Linked DNA regions of Ovis aries: region 2 is linked to region 1. A link is a contact called in public Hi-C data. All regions are on one chromosome and are shown on one strand. The core of a region is the stretch at or near the end of the contact, and the rest is flanking DNA. Distances in the headings are between cores, read along the strand shown.

Evidence for each region. A called contact is a pair of places that touch in the nucleus more often than the background predicts.
Region 2: a Hi-C map of liver shows a contact between it and region 1, with 3 times the contacts expected there. The contact joins two enhancer-like sites. A contact is called at or near these places in 8 of 16 Hi-C or Micro-C datasets (blood, liver, mesenteric adipose tissue and 3 more).

The regions. Positions count from the first base shown.
Region 1 is chr3:76,058,074-76,065,176 of ARS-UI_Ramb_v3.0, forward strand. No RefSeq gene overlaps it. Among named protein-coding and RNA genes, the nearest start is that of PPP1R21, 10 kb to the left of the region's middle. Within about 2 kb of position 3,753, at least 13 of the 54 cell types and tissues checked have an H3K27ac peak or open chromatin away from gene starts, as enhancers often do. A contact at or near this core is called in liver, where this site is marked.
Region 2 is chr3:76,206,342-76,213,444 of ARS-UI_Ramb_v3.0, forward strand. No RefSeq gene overlaps it. Among named protein-coding and RNA genes, the nearest start is that of FOXN2, 65 kb to the left of the region's middle. Within about 2 kb of position 3,005, at least 3 of the 54 cell types and tissues checked have an H3K27ac peak or open chromatin away from gene starts, as enhancers often do. A contact at or near this core is called in liver, where this site is marked.

The DNA.
Region 1 (7,103 bases), core at 2,503-5,002:
CCTCACCTCCTATACTTTCAGTTCCTCAGTCTTCAAAAACTTTGTACCTGTTTTTTTTCCAGTGGCACTCCAGAATTTCTCTGTAGGGAGAATTTACAAGGCTAGATCTAGTTGGAATAGGAGACATGTAGAAATGAGTTTGGATAGTGAACCCACTGTACTTATTTAGGATGGTTCAAGGGAGCTCAAGGGGGGAGCTAAACGAGCTAAACCCTAGATACCGCCAGCCCTTCCTTGGTGCTGCTGCTCATTATATTTAGCCTGGCCTTTCCCAGAACTGAGTACAGTTGCATCCTTCTCAACACTCAGGTGCTAGCCCACACACTGCCAATTCAGAGAGACATTTCTTGAGCATCTACTTAGATATTTCCCTTTCCCATCTCTCTCTGCTCTGTTTTATTGTCACCATAAAACTTATTGCCATTTGAAATTACCTGAGGCAAATCAGCAGCTTTCATGAAATCCTTCATGTATCCCACCTGTTAGGACTCTAAGCAACTTCTCCAGAAGGGTTTGGGGGCCCTGTCTGTGCAGAACTAGCTGCAGACATAACATTCTAGGTTAGACAGAAAAAATAGCCTCTCAAAGATAACCATGTTCTAGTCTCTCACATTTATATTGTATGTATACCTTCAGTTACATAAATTAAGGTTACACATGAAATTAAGTTTGCTAATCAGCTTTCCAAAGAGAGAACCAAAGAGATGGGAGCATGAAAAGGAATCAGACCAACGTTGCTGGCTTTGAGGATGGAGAAGGAGTCCACAAAGCCAAGGAATACAGATGGTCTCTAGAAGCTGGTGAAAGGCTAGAGATCACAGCTTCCAAAAGGACCACAGCCCTGCCAAGAGATTGATTTTAGCTCAGTGAGACCCCTTTCTGACTAATAACCTCCAAAACTGTGAGATGACAAATATGTGTTATTTTCAACCACTAAGTTTGGAGAAATTTAATACACCATTAACAGGAAACTAAATGACCTGCATAACTGAGGTAACTCATAGTGCTACACCCAGCTCCTTCCTTCTACTGTGACCCAAGGTCATTGATCATCCATGGGTTGAAGTCATCCCACCCACTTTGCTTCCAGTTCCCAGCCACATGTTGTATATGACCGTGGCTACACTGCAGTATTGTGACAGGTAAATCAGTGGTGCATGGGAGCAGGCTCCTACTAGCTTGAAAGAACCATTTGTTAACTTTTCAGGAGCTGTGCAAATTAGTTATTGAACACAGCCATCACTGAAGATTAAACTATATGAGTGTTAAATAAGTTATATTACAAACATAAATACTCTAAATTCATCACTTTCTTATTTCACTATATTTGCTATATATAACTATTATCTAAGCTCTTGAAATTATTTACTTTTACTGTATCTATGTAATACAATACAGTGATGTGCTATGCCTATCTTGGCAACTCTGCATTCAGTGACATCATGTTGGTAGCTTGAAACTGGCCATGATGGAGGATTTACACTGTGGAAATAGGCAGATGCTACAAATGTGGGCTCCCCCCACTCCACAGCTGGTTACAAGTGTGCCACCTGTGTATAGGACAGAGGATACCTAACTTTGGAGTGTTCCCTACAGCTTCAGGGTGCTCTTTTTATTTTCACAACAAAGACTGTAAACATCTGTGTGAGGCAAGACCCAGGAACTCCTGACTGTGCGAGGCAAGACCCAGGAACTACTGAAGGAAAACTCATCTGTTAGGCCACTGAGGTCTCACAGAGTCTGGGTCTAATTCATCTTTATTTTCCTAATGCAGCGAGCACTTAAGAAATGACTCCTGGGGACTTCCCTGGTGGTCCAGTAGTTAAGAATCTGCCTTGCAGTGCAGGGGATGTGGGTTCAGTCCCTGATCAGGAAACTAAGATTCTATATGCCATGCAGCAACAAATCCCGCATGCCACAATTGAAGCCCATGCTCAGAACAACTGGCACTCTTATTTCTTCTGTAACTAATAGATTATCATTGTTAGACAATTAACTTAACTCAATAGGAAATGTTTCATAAACATTAGTAGCTACTATCATTACAATGTTAGTAGCTACCCGGGACGGGAGAGCCTGGTGGGCTGCCGTCTATGGGGTCGCACAGAGTTGGACACGACTGAAGTGACTTAGCAGCAGCAGCAGCTACTATTATTAAGCAAGAGACTTCCCTGGTGGCTCAGACGGTAAAGCGTCTCCCTATAATGCAGGAGACCCGGGTTCAATCCCTGGGTCTGGAAGAGCTCCTGGAGAAGGAAATGGCAACCCACTCCAGTATTCTTGCCTGGAAAATCCAATGGACGGTGTTACTTTTAGCCCACTATCTATCCAAGTCCATTGATATATCAATGTTCTTCTATATTAGGGACATTTTTTCTTAAAGCCAGGTGAGCAAATTCTTATATTTACATTTTGAATAGCACTTAATTATAAAAGCTTTTCTTACCTTAGCCTTTTAAAAATTTCTAACAATTGGAGCTGAGAAAGCTGAACAGCTACATGTTAAATGAAATTAGAACATTCCCTCATACCATACATAAAAATAAGTTTAAATGGTTTAAAGATCTAAATGTAGGATATGACAGCATGAAACTCCTAGAAGAGAACATAACTGGAACAGTCTAACATAAATCATGGCAATATTTTCTTAGATCAGTATATATAAAACTATAACTCATCCATAAAAACAGAATGAAATCCTACCTTTTGCAGTAATGTGGATAGACCTAAATAATATTCTGCTTAGTGACATATGTCAGCGGAAGACAAATATAAGCAATATCACTCATATGTGAAATCTAAAAACTAATACAAATGAATATATATACAAAATAAAAACAGAGTAACAGATATAGAAAACAAATTTATGGTTACCAATAAGGAGAGGGAAAGATAGAGGGAGAAATTAGGGGTATGGAATTAATGGGTACAAACTACTATACATCAAATAGATAAGCAATAAAACTTTACTATATAGCACAGAGAATCTAAGATCATGGCATCCAATCCCATCACTTCAGGGCAAATAGATGGGGAAACAACGGAAACAGTGAAAGACTTTATTTTGGGGGTCTCCAAAATCACTACAGATGGTGACTGCAGCCATGAAATTAAAAGACGCATGCTCCTTGGAAGAAAAGCTATGACCAACCTAGACAGCATACTAAAAAGCAGAGACATTACTTTGCCAGCAAAGGTCCATCTAGTCAAAGCTTTCCTTTTTCCAGCAGTCATGTATGGATGTGAGAGTTGGACTATAAAGAAAGCTGAGCGCTGAAGAATTAATGCCGTTGAACTGTGGTGTTGGAGAAGACTCTTGAGAGTCTTTTGGACTGCAAGGAAATCCAACCAGTCCATCCTAAAGGAAATCAGTCCTTACTATTCATTGGAAGGACTGATGTTGAAGCTGAAACTCCAATACTTTGGGCACCTGATGCAAAGAACTGACTCATTTGAAAAGACCCTGATGCTGGGAAAGATTGAAGGCGGGAGAAGGGGAAAACAGAGGATGAGATAGTTGGATGGCATCACCGACTCGATGGACATGAGTTTGAGTAATCTTTGGGAGTTGGTGAGGGACAGGGAAGCCTGGCGTGCGGCAGTCCATGGGGTCGCAAAGAGTCGGACACGACTGAGCGACTGAACTGAACTGAACTGACGCCCAATTAATTGTTCCAGCAGAGGTTTCTGCCTGATATAATCTCGTGTTGCCAGCAGGGGGCGCGCCCTCACCGAATTTGTTTAGAAAAGGTAAAAATCAGACGACAGACAGTCCGAGTGGCTGGTTATGAGTGCTTCCGCACGAACTATGGCCAGTGTTTGTAGTTGTTTAGGCACGTCTCTAGTGACCTCATCCCACTATACCTGATTCTTTTTGAGGAAACAAGTAGCCTGTTTGAACAGAACAGGCAAGGCAAATTAGTAACTGGAAAATTACTAAGTCTTTCTGCAGAATGCGTTGGGACATCCGGTATTCCCTTGAGGCTTAGAGTTAGGGTGTGGACCCTTCCTCCTCACCTGATGGCTGGGAAAGGAGACAAGTCACCCCTCTCAACAGGGCGCAGCCTCTCCTTTGTTCTGGGTAGGCTGGCCTTCATGGACAGGGCTTCGGTGGGAAGACAGGGGGCCTCTCTGGCAGCCTCCTGAGCCAGGAGATGTAGCCTTAGGAACCTCTGGGCTGGAGAAGAGCCCGAAGAGGTGGTGCCATGTGTTCTACAAACCCCGGAAGCAGGTTCTCCAGCACATCCTAGGTACTCCTGTTCCTTCCAGCCACGTTCCAAGAGACCAGTGGATTCAAGGCCACATTCCTGCCCCTTGTGCAAGGCCCCAGAGGACAAGGGGCTTGAGGGAGAGGATGAGAAAAGGAGGGCCGACTCTCTCTCACCTGCAGGCCTTCCCAACACAGCCATCAGCAGAAAGGTGTCCCTGATGAGAAGAGGAATCCGTTCTGGGATTACGTTCCAGAATGTAATTACACTGGAATTACATTCTGGTCACCATTCACTTATACCTTCATGGGTTCATTGAGGGGGTTCCCCAAGTGGCACTAGTGGTAAAGAATCCGCCTGCCAATGCAGGAAATGCAAGAGATACAGGTTCAATCCCTGGGTCAGGAAGAGCCCCTGGAACAGGCAACCCACACTAGTTCACTGATATTAGTGGGAGTGGTGTGTGCCAGGCACTGGGATAGGTGTTGGAAGTACCTCAAAGAGCCCACCAACAGCCATCTGCTGGGGGAGGCAGATCATAAAATCATAGGGATACAGCATAAGCTCTTCAGTTCAGTTCAGTTGTTCAGCTGTGTCTGACTCTTTGTGACCCCATGGACTGCAGCATGCCAGGCCTCCCTGTCCATCACCAACTCCTGGAGTTTACTCAAACTCATGCCCATTGAGTCGGTGATGCCATCTAGCCATCTCATCCTCTGTTGCCCCCTTCTCCTCCCGCCTTCAATTTTTCCCAGTATCAGGGTCTTTTCAAATGAGTCAGTTCTTCACATCAGGTAGCCAAAGTATTGGAGTTTCAGCTCCAGCATCAGTCCTTCCAGTGAATATTTAGGACTGATTTCCTTTAAGATTGACTGGTTGGATTTCCTTGCAGTCCAAGAGACTCTCAAGAGTCTTCTCTAACACCACAGTTCAAAAGCATCAATTTTTCAGCGCTCAGCTTTCTTTATAGTCCAACTCTCACATCCATACATGACTACCGGAAAAACCATAGCTTTAACTAGATGGACCTTTGTTGTCTCTGCTTTTTACTAAGCTGTCTAGGTTGGTCATAACTTTTCTTCCAAGAAGTAAGCGTCTTTTAATTTCATAGTTACAGTCACCATCTGCAGTGATTTTGGAGCCCCCCAAAATAAAGTCTGACACTGTTTCCACTGTTTCCCCATCTATTTCCCATGAAGTGATGGGACCAGATGCCATGATCTTAGTTTTCTGAATGTTGAGTTTTAAGCCACATGTATTACACAATGTGTTATACAAGGAACTAACACAGAGGAAAAGAATCTGGACCTTTTGTGAATGGAGATGAGGAAAGTACTGAGATTAGGAAAGGTTTACAGAGGAGTGGGCATTTGGAGATTCAGTCAGCCGGTCAACCAGTAAATGCTTACTGAGGGTCTCGTGCGTCGGACACTGTTTTGGGTACTGGGACTCATGAGGAAGAAAATAGTCCCAAACCCATACTCTTGTAGAGGTGGCATTGGGGTGGGAGACGCAGAGCATGTGTAAATATTAGTAAACATAATCAGTACCTCCAGGTTGGAATGAAAGGAACACAGGGCTGCTGGGTGGAGTTTGGTGAGGGGGTGAGGTGAGCTTCACTGAGAAAGCGAGATTTGAGCAAGGACTTCCAAAAGAGCAGAAATAAGCCCCCCTTCCCCTGGGTCTCTGTGGGGACTGTTCCAAGCATGCGGAGCAGGCAGGGCCAGTCCCTGGAAGTGAGACTGTCTTGGAAGGCGAGGAGGCCCATGTGCCTGGAGCAAAGCAGAGGAACTTCGAGGAGGAATCAGTTTCCAGGGGGACTTGCAGGTAGTTGTGACAAGTTTGGCTTTTGCTCTGAGAGAAACGGGTCACTGTTGGAGCAATGGTGTGCTGGCAAACTGAGTCTCAAAAAAAGAAACGCTTTTTTGTTTTAAGCATCTGCCAATGTCTGTGGTATAAATACTCCCACCATGCTTGTTCTAAGCTACCGATGTGACACAGTAGAGAAGGTGTGTGAGGGTGGCTTCCCACCAGCCGGGACCAGCTCCTCCAGCCCACCGCTGCTTTGGAGGGTTTTCAGAAAAGTGTGACACGATCTGACTTGTGTCTTAAGAAGGTCAGTCTGGCTGCTGTATTGAGAGCACCCATGGGTGGGAGGGAGGGCAAAGGCCAAAGCAGGGGCCGCGTTGGAAGCTAGTGCCAAGATCAAGCTGAGAGAGGACAGCAGAGACCGTGAGTCCTGGACAGATTGTGGGTGTATTCTGAAGGAAGTATATTGAAATCCACATGGTTTCTTGGTGGACTGGTTGTGGGGTGTGAGAGAAAGAAAGCAAAACAGGATGGCGCTGAGGTTTAGTGGAAGGTTTGGGGGTGATGAGAGGAAAAGCATTCCAGGCACAGGGAACAGTCGTAAGAGTCATGTCGTGAGCGCATGTTGCATTTGGGGAAATAAAAACACGAGGAAGGATTGTGGTTAGTGAGCCAGTTACATGTGCAGAGGCTGTGGTTGGGGCTGGACAGAAGAGTGCCCCCCACCAGAGAGAGCCAGGACTCAGTCTGTAGCCAGGGCAGAGGCCCTAATGGGATTTTAACAGAGAAGCATGTGCCTAGGTTCATAATAAGACGAAATAACTAAAGAATCCAGAAGTAGCAAGATCAGTTAGGAAGCTGTAGCGTTGATCAGCCCAGCAGAGAGCTGGCATCTCCCCTGGATAGTGGTGGTGAGGCTGGAGGGAGGAGGAGGGAAGAGGAGGGAGGGCCTGGCACCGGTTCCAAAGCCATCCTTGCACATCTTCCGCAGAGTACTGTGGGCATGTCATACCTGTTTGTTCAGTAAGTTAACTGATCAGCTGATTGACGTGAGTCTTACCTTTACAAATCTCCTCCCATTCCCCC
Region 2 (7,103 bases), core at 1,755-4,254, 150 kb after region 1:
AAGAGTGCTGGGAGAAATATCAATAACCTCAGATATGCAGATAACACCACCCTTATGGCAGAAAGTGAAGAAGAACTAAAGAGCCTCTTGATGAAAGTGAAAGAGGAGAGTGAAAAAGTTGGCTTAAAGCTCAACATTCAGAAAACGAAGATCATGGCATCTGGTCCCATCACTTCATGGGAAGTAGATGGGGAAACAGTGGAAGCAGTGACAGACTTTGTTTTGGGGGCTCCAAAATCACTGCAGATGGTGACTGCAGCCATGAAATTAAAAGACGCTTACTCCTTGGAAGGAAAGTTATGACCAACATAGATAGCATATTAAAAAGCAGAGACATTACTTTGCCAACAAAGGTCCATCTAGTCAAGGCTATGGTTTTTTCCAGTGGTCATGTATGGATGTGAGAGTTGGACTGTGAAGAAGGCTGAGTGCTGAAGAATTGATGCTTTTGAACTGTGGTGTTGGAGAAGACTCTTGAGAGTCCCTTGGACTGCAAGGAGATCCAACCAGTTCATTGTAAAGGAGATCAGTCCTGGGTGTTCACTGGAAGGACTGATGCCGAAGCTGGAACTCCAATACTTTGGCTACCTCATGTGAAGAGTTGACTCATTGGAAAAGACTCTGATGCTGGGAGGGATTGGGGGCAGGAGGAGAAGGGGACGACCGAGGATGAGATGGCTGGATGGCATCACTGACTCTGTGGACATGAGTTTGAGTAAACTCCAGGAGTTGGTGATGGACAGGGAGGCCTGGTGTGCTGCGATTCATGGGGTCGCAAAGAGTCGGACATGACTGAGTGGCTGAACTGAACTGAACTGACATGTGTGTGTCTAGTCACTCAGTCATGTCTGACTCTTTGGGACCTCATGGGCTATAGCCCACCAGCCTCCTCTTGTCCATGGGGATTTTCCAGGCAAGAATATTGGAGTGGGTTGCCACGCCCTCCTCCAGGGCATCTTCCCAACCCAGGGATCAAACCCAGGTTGCTGTGGATCCTTTACTTTCTGAACCACCAGGGAAGCCTAAGAATACCAGACTGGGTAGCCTATCCCTTCTCCAAGGGAGCTTCCTGACCCAGGAATCAAACCGGGGTCTCCTCATTGCAGGCTGATTGTTTACCAGCTGAGCTACTAGGGAAGCCCCATTTGCCTGTATACCCTCATTTTATAAAAAGAAATATAAAAAAGTGAAAGTGTGAAGTCTCTCAGTCGTGTCCAACTCTGTGACTCCATGGACTGTACCCTACCAGGCTCCTCCGTCCATGGGATTTTCCAGGCAAGAGTACTGGAGAGTGGGTTGCCATTTCCTTCTCCAAAAACGTGAAAAAAATCAGTTAACTATGTCGATTCCTATCTGAGCTTTTCAAAAAAGGTGATTGACTTAAGATGATGGTAAGTTTCAATAACTGTCTATTTTTCCTCTGGAATAGTTGAAATCTAAAAACAAAATTATAAAAAATAAAAATACTTAATATAGTCACCACTCCAGATCTTCATGTTCTGCCTCTGCAGAATCAACCAACCAGGGGGGTTGAAAAAATTTTTTTTTAATTTCAGAAAGTTTCCAAAAGCAAAACATGAACTTGCTGCATGCTGGCAACTTTTTATATAACATTTACATTGTGTTAGGTATTATAAGTAATCTAGAGATTATTTAAATATATGGCAGGATATGTTTACATTATATGTGAACAGTAGACCATTTTACATTAGAGATTTCAACATTTGTGGAGTTTGTGGAGGATACTGGAACCAAGGGACAACTGTATATTTGCTAGACCTTTGGTAGGTACTTTGCTTCCCTTGTGGCTCAGCTGGTAAAGAATCTGCCTGCAGTGCAGGAGATCTGGGGTCTATCCCTGGGTTGGGAAGATCCCCTGGAGAAGGGAAAGGCTACCCACTCCTATATTCTGGCCTGGAGAATTCCCATGGACTGTATAGTCCATGGGGTTGCAAAGAATCAGACACGACTGAGTGACTTTCACTTTCACTCACTTACTAGGTACTTCAAATAATTTATTTCCTTTCATGTTTACAGCAACTCCATTTGGAAAATACTAACATGCCCATTTTTATAGATAAGGAAATCAAGGCTTAGAAAATGTAGGTAGTTTAAAGCTGTTTTCTCTCAGCTTCATGCCAACCAAGCACTCACTCCCACCACTACAACAAAGCAACTTTTGAAAAGATCACTACTGACCTTCGTGCTGCTAAATGCAATGGTCCAATCTCAACTCTCATCCATCTTGACCTGCCATCAACATGACACGATTGCCCACCCCTTCCTCCTCAAAACAAGTCTTTTCATTTGACTTTGAAGAGTCTCTTAGCTCTCCTTTTATTTCTGTGCCTATTCCTTCTCAGTCTTCTTTGCTGGTTCTCCCTCATTTTTCTAACCGTTGACTATTGGAATAGCACCAAATACCCCGTGACTCAATTATTAGACCTCTTCTACATCTAGACTCACTCTCTTGGGAATGTCATCCATTGCCATGGCTTTGAACCAATACAAGCCAAGAGCTTTCAACTTACATCTGTAACTGTACTTCTACCCTGAACTCTGGATCTTTATATATAAATTAGTTGATATTTCCATATATATCTAACAAAAATCTTGAACTTGATGTGTCCAAAATCAAATGTCTGATTCCCTGCCTACTCCCAACTCAAACCTCCTCTTTTAACAGTTTTCCCACCTTAGTAAATGCCAGCTCTATGCTTCTAGCTGTTCAGACCAACAACTTGGGAGCCACTCATGACTATTTTGTTTTCTCTCACACTTGATATCCAATCTATCAGCAAATCATGTTGGTTTCATCTTTAAAGTATTTCTAGAATATGACAGCTTCATCTGCTGCCATCCAGTCCAAGTCAATCAATTTCTCTTGGATTATTGCCAAAGTCGTCTAATTGGTGACACCGTTTGCACCCTTGCCTCTTCCCATCTTCCCAACAGAGCAGTCAAAATGATCCCTTTAAGACCTAAGTCAGGTCACGTCATTCCTCTATGCAGAGCCCTCTAGTGGCTTTCATCTCACACACCAACGTCCTTATCATGGCCTTAATGCCCCACTACGTAAGGGGAACACTGTCTTCCTCCCAACCCCCATCCTTTCCTCTCCCAGTACTCTTCCCCTCCCTCCTCCTTCTTCAACTACACTGTCCTCCTAACACATGTGGCATGTGCTCACCTCAAGAACTTAGCATTTACTTTTACCTTGGCCTCCTCCATGTCTTTGCCTAGGGTTCCTTCTGCCCTTACTTTTAGTCCTCTGCTCAAATGCCAATATACTAGTGAGGCCTTCTCCAGCCACATATAAAAATTAGTAACATTCTTTCCCTCATCCCAATCCTCCTTTTGTTTTCCCCTTACCCTATTGTTTTCCAGAACCTTTACTATAATAAATTATGTATTTGTGTCTGTGCTTAGTTGCTCAGTTATGTCCAACTCTTTGCAACCCCATGGACTGTAGCCCACCAGGCTCCTCTGTCCATGGGCATTCTCCAGGAAAGAATACTGGAGTGGGTTGCCATGCCTTCCTCCAGGGGATCTTCCCAACCTGGGGATCGAACCCAGGTCTCCTGCATTGCAGGAGGTTTCTTGACCAACTGAGCCACTTGTCTATATATTCATTGACTATCTCCTCTAAGCTTCATGACAGAGGGAACTTATCTTGTTCATCTCCATATTTCCAGCACATTGAACTGTGTTTGGCACCTAGTATTTAATAGACACCAATTGAATAAATAGTATATGAATTGCAGCTTTGTTACTATAAAATATGCTATCACTAATATTGTTATGATGACTCAAATTTTTCCTTGTTTAGCAGGCTAACTTCTTTTTACCCCTCAAGATTCTTCCTAGGAATTCCAAATTGCATCAAGCTTCCCTCACATCTCCATGTCTGTATTAGGTATCCCTTCTCTGAGCTGCCTTGACAGTTTGAGAGTCTCTGTTAGAGCCTTGGTCACATAAACATGTCTGTTTATCTGGGCACATCTCCACTGCTGGACTGTGATCAGGGTGTGGTATCTTTTCTTTGAGCTTCCTAGGGCCTCAAACAATGTTTGGCACATGTTACGTAGCCTACAGATATTTGAAGGAAGGAAGTAGGGAGACATCAAGGAAGAAAGGAAAGAAAGAAAGAAAAAAGAAGAGAATAAATGAAGATAAGCTTTGATTTTTCATTTCTGATTTAAAAAGATCCTTTACAAATTCAGTTAACACAGTGCAGGAATACTACAGACTTCTTTTTTTTTTTTTTTTTATAAGAAGTATGGTTGTAAAAAAAAAAAAAAACATTTTTAAAAGTTTGGTAAAATCCATAGAGCAAAAAGCCATCTTAGTTCAGTGGCATTAAGTACATTCACATTTTTATGCAACCATCTTTAGAACTCTCTTCCTATTGTAAACCTGAATCTTGGTACTTACTAAACACTAACTCCCTATTCTCCCTTTTATTGTTCTTGTTTAGTTGCTAACTCATGACCTACTCTTTTGTGACCCAACAGGGACAGTTTTCCCTGTCCTGGGATTTTCTGGGCAAAAATACTGGAGGGGGTTGCCATTTCCTTCTCCAGGGGATCTTCTGAACTCAGGGATAGAACCCACGTATCCTGCATTGGCAGATTCTTAACCACTGATCCACCAGGGAAGCCTTATTTCACCTTTACCCTAACCCTTTTGGCTATCACCATTCTACTTTTTTATCTCTAAGAGTTGGAGTATTCTAGGTACCTTATATAAATGGAAGCACACAGTATTTGTCTTTTTATGACTGCTGCGTTTCACTTATCAAAATGTCCTCAAGGTTTATCCACGTTACAGCAAGTGTCAGAATTTAATTTCTTTCTAAGGCTGAATAATATCCCATTTTATGTATATACCACATTTGTTTATCCATTCATCTTGTTGATGGACACTTGGATTGTTTCTACCTTTTAGCTATTGCGAATAATGTTGCTATGACCATGGGTTCTAGTTCTTGCTTTCACTTCTTTTGGGTATCCACGGCTGGGTCATGTGGTAATTGTATTTTTAAATTTTGAGGGAACTGCATACAGTTTTCAAAGTGGCTATGTCACTTTATATTCCCACAGTTGAGCACGAGGGTTATAATTTCCCCATATCCTCGCCAACACACTTGTTATTTTCTTTCTTTCTTCCCTCCTTCCTTCCTTTCTTCTCGCTCGCTTTCTCTTTCTCTCTTTTTTTTTTTTTTGATAGTAGCCATCGTATTGGATGTGAGGTGCTGCAGACTTCCTTTTAAAATCTACGTACATCTGCAAATACATTTAAGTCCCCAGTTATGGGTCTTTAGTCTGAAAGGCAGCCAATGGTGCTGAGGTGAGCTTCTGGAATTTATTCACTGGCTGCACAGACACTTATTCCTCTTTCTCCATCTGCTCACTCCTGGCAGAGCCCTATCAACCACTGCTGAGCACCTTCAATGATATAAATTCTCGCAATTCCTGTGGCCCAGCTGCTCAGCAGCATTAAATACACACTGCGAACCTTCCTCCACTCTCTCCTCCTGAAGCTGTAGTGTATTCTCTCTTCAGGCTATGGATTGTCTCTCCAAACTCCTTGTTTGGTCCCAGCTCTTCCCTAAGAGTCTGTAATTCACAAAAGGCAACTGAGGGGAGTGATTCAAGGTTTACTCATAGGAAAGAGATATAGCACAAAAACAATAAGCAATTAGAGAGAGTTGTAAAATGAGAGAATGAGGACGGATTCTGAAGACTTCTTGTAGTGCCGGCAACAGAGCGGAGTGAGGGAACACCTGGCAGGCTCCCCTTCCCCCAGCCACACACCCCATCAACCCATCACCCCCGGAGTCCAGCTCTGTTCTTAGGGAGACTCTGTGCAGATCATTTCCCCCATACTGCAGGCACTCCTAAAAATATTTCCAAAAACTTAATAGAAGGGAAGCTATGCTTTAAACATTTTAATTTCACAATTAACTGTTACTCTGGGCAAGTCAGTAAACCTCACCATGCCATTTTTCTCAGCTATGAAATGAAACTCTTGGATAAGAAATCTTTCAGGGCCCTGGCAGCTTCAAATTTTTTAATTCCAAAACTTTGGATGATTTATAAAACATTTCCATTAGTTTAAGAAATGTTATATATATATATATATATATATATATATACATATATATATATATTTACCTTGGATATATTCATCTCGTAAATATTTTGCATAGTCTATGTTTAAATAAGTTAGTATTTGCTAAATATAACTTAGGCAGAATAGGTCACTTGGGGCTAAGCTGGCTGAATTTCAAGGAAACAATAATCTGCCAGGTGGATAATTCACATATGGTCAAGAACTGGAAGGCTCCCACCAGTTTTTAATAGATCTGAAAGTCAAAGCAATTCTGTCTTATTCTTCCCTCAGTGGCAACCTCATTAATAATTGAGTAAATCTCTGAAAACTCAGAATCAGATGTTTGTTGCTGTTTGTTGTCCACCAGGTAATTGTAAACTTGTGTGTCTGTGTTTGCTGAGAGCTGTGACTTCTCAGACATTTGCTCTTTTACCCACCACCTTCAACTGCTTCTTTTCTAAAAGCACACGCAAAAATGTCACTGGATTAAATGTTATTATGAAAGGCTACCTCAGAAACAAACATGTTAAGTGTGTGCTCAGTGGTACTCAAAGGCTATAACTGCTCATGTGGCACTCCCTTTTACTCACTCACTCTCAAATTCACATTTCGAACAATGTAGAAAGAGACAAAATCCAGAATTGTCATCTCACACAGGATTACCATGATCGAGAGGTAACAAGGCAATTATTTTTATGGGCCAGGAGATGTTTTAATGGGTTTCTCAGCCTGTTGAGAATCATTTCACGTTACTGAATGGAGGAGAGTAAAACCTAGAATCTCCCAGTTATTTCTGTCATACTTTGCAATGGATGCCCACAGGCTTTTCTTAGAGAGTAGAATAGACCACTGTGCCCTGCCAGTCATGTTTACTTTCATCAGTTAAAAAATATACTAGTTTATTGAAAATAATCCCTAATACTTATTCATTCACTCATCCTATGTTTTGGATAAACTTGAAAAACAAAGTTAAACATGCTGCCCCTGAG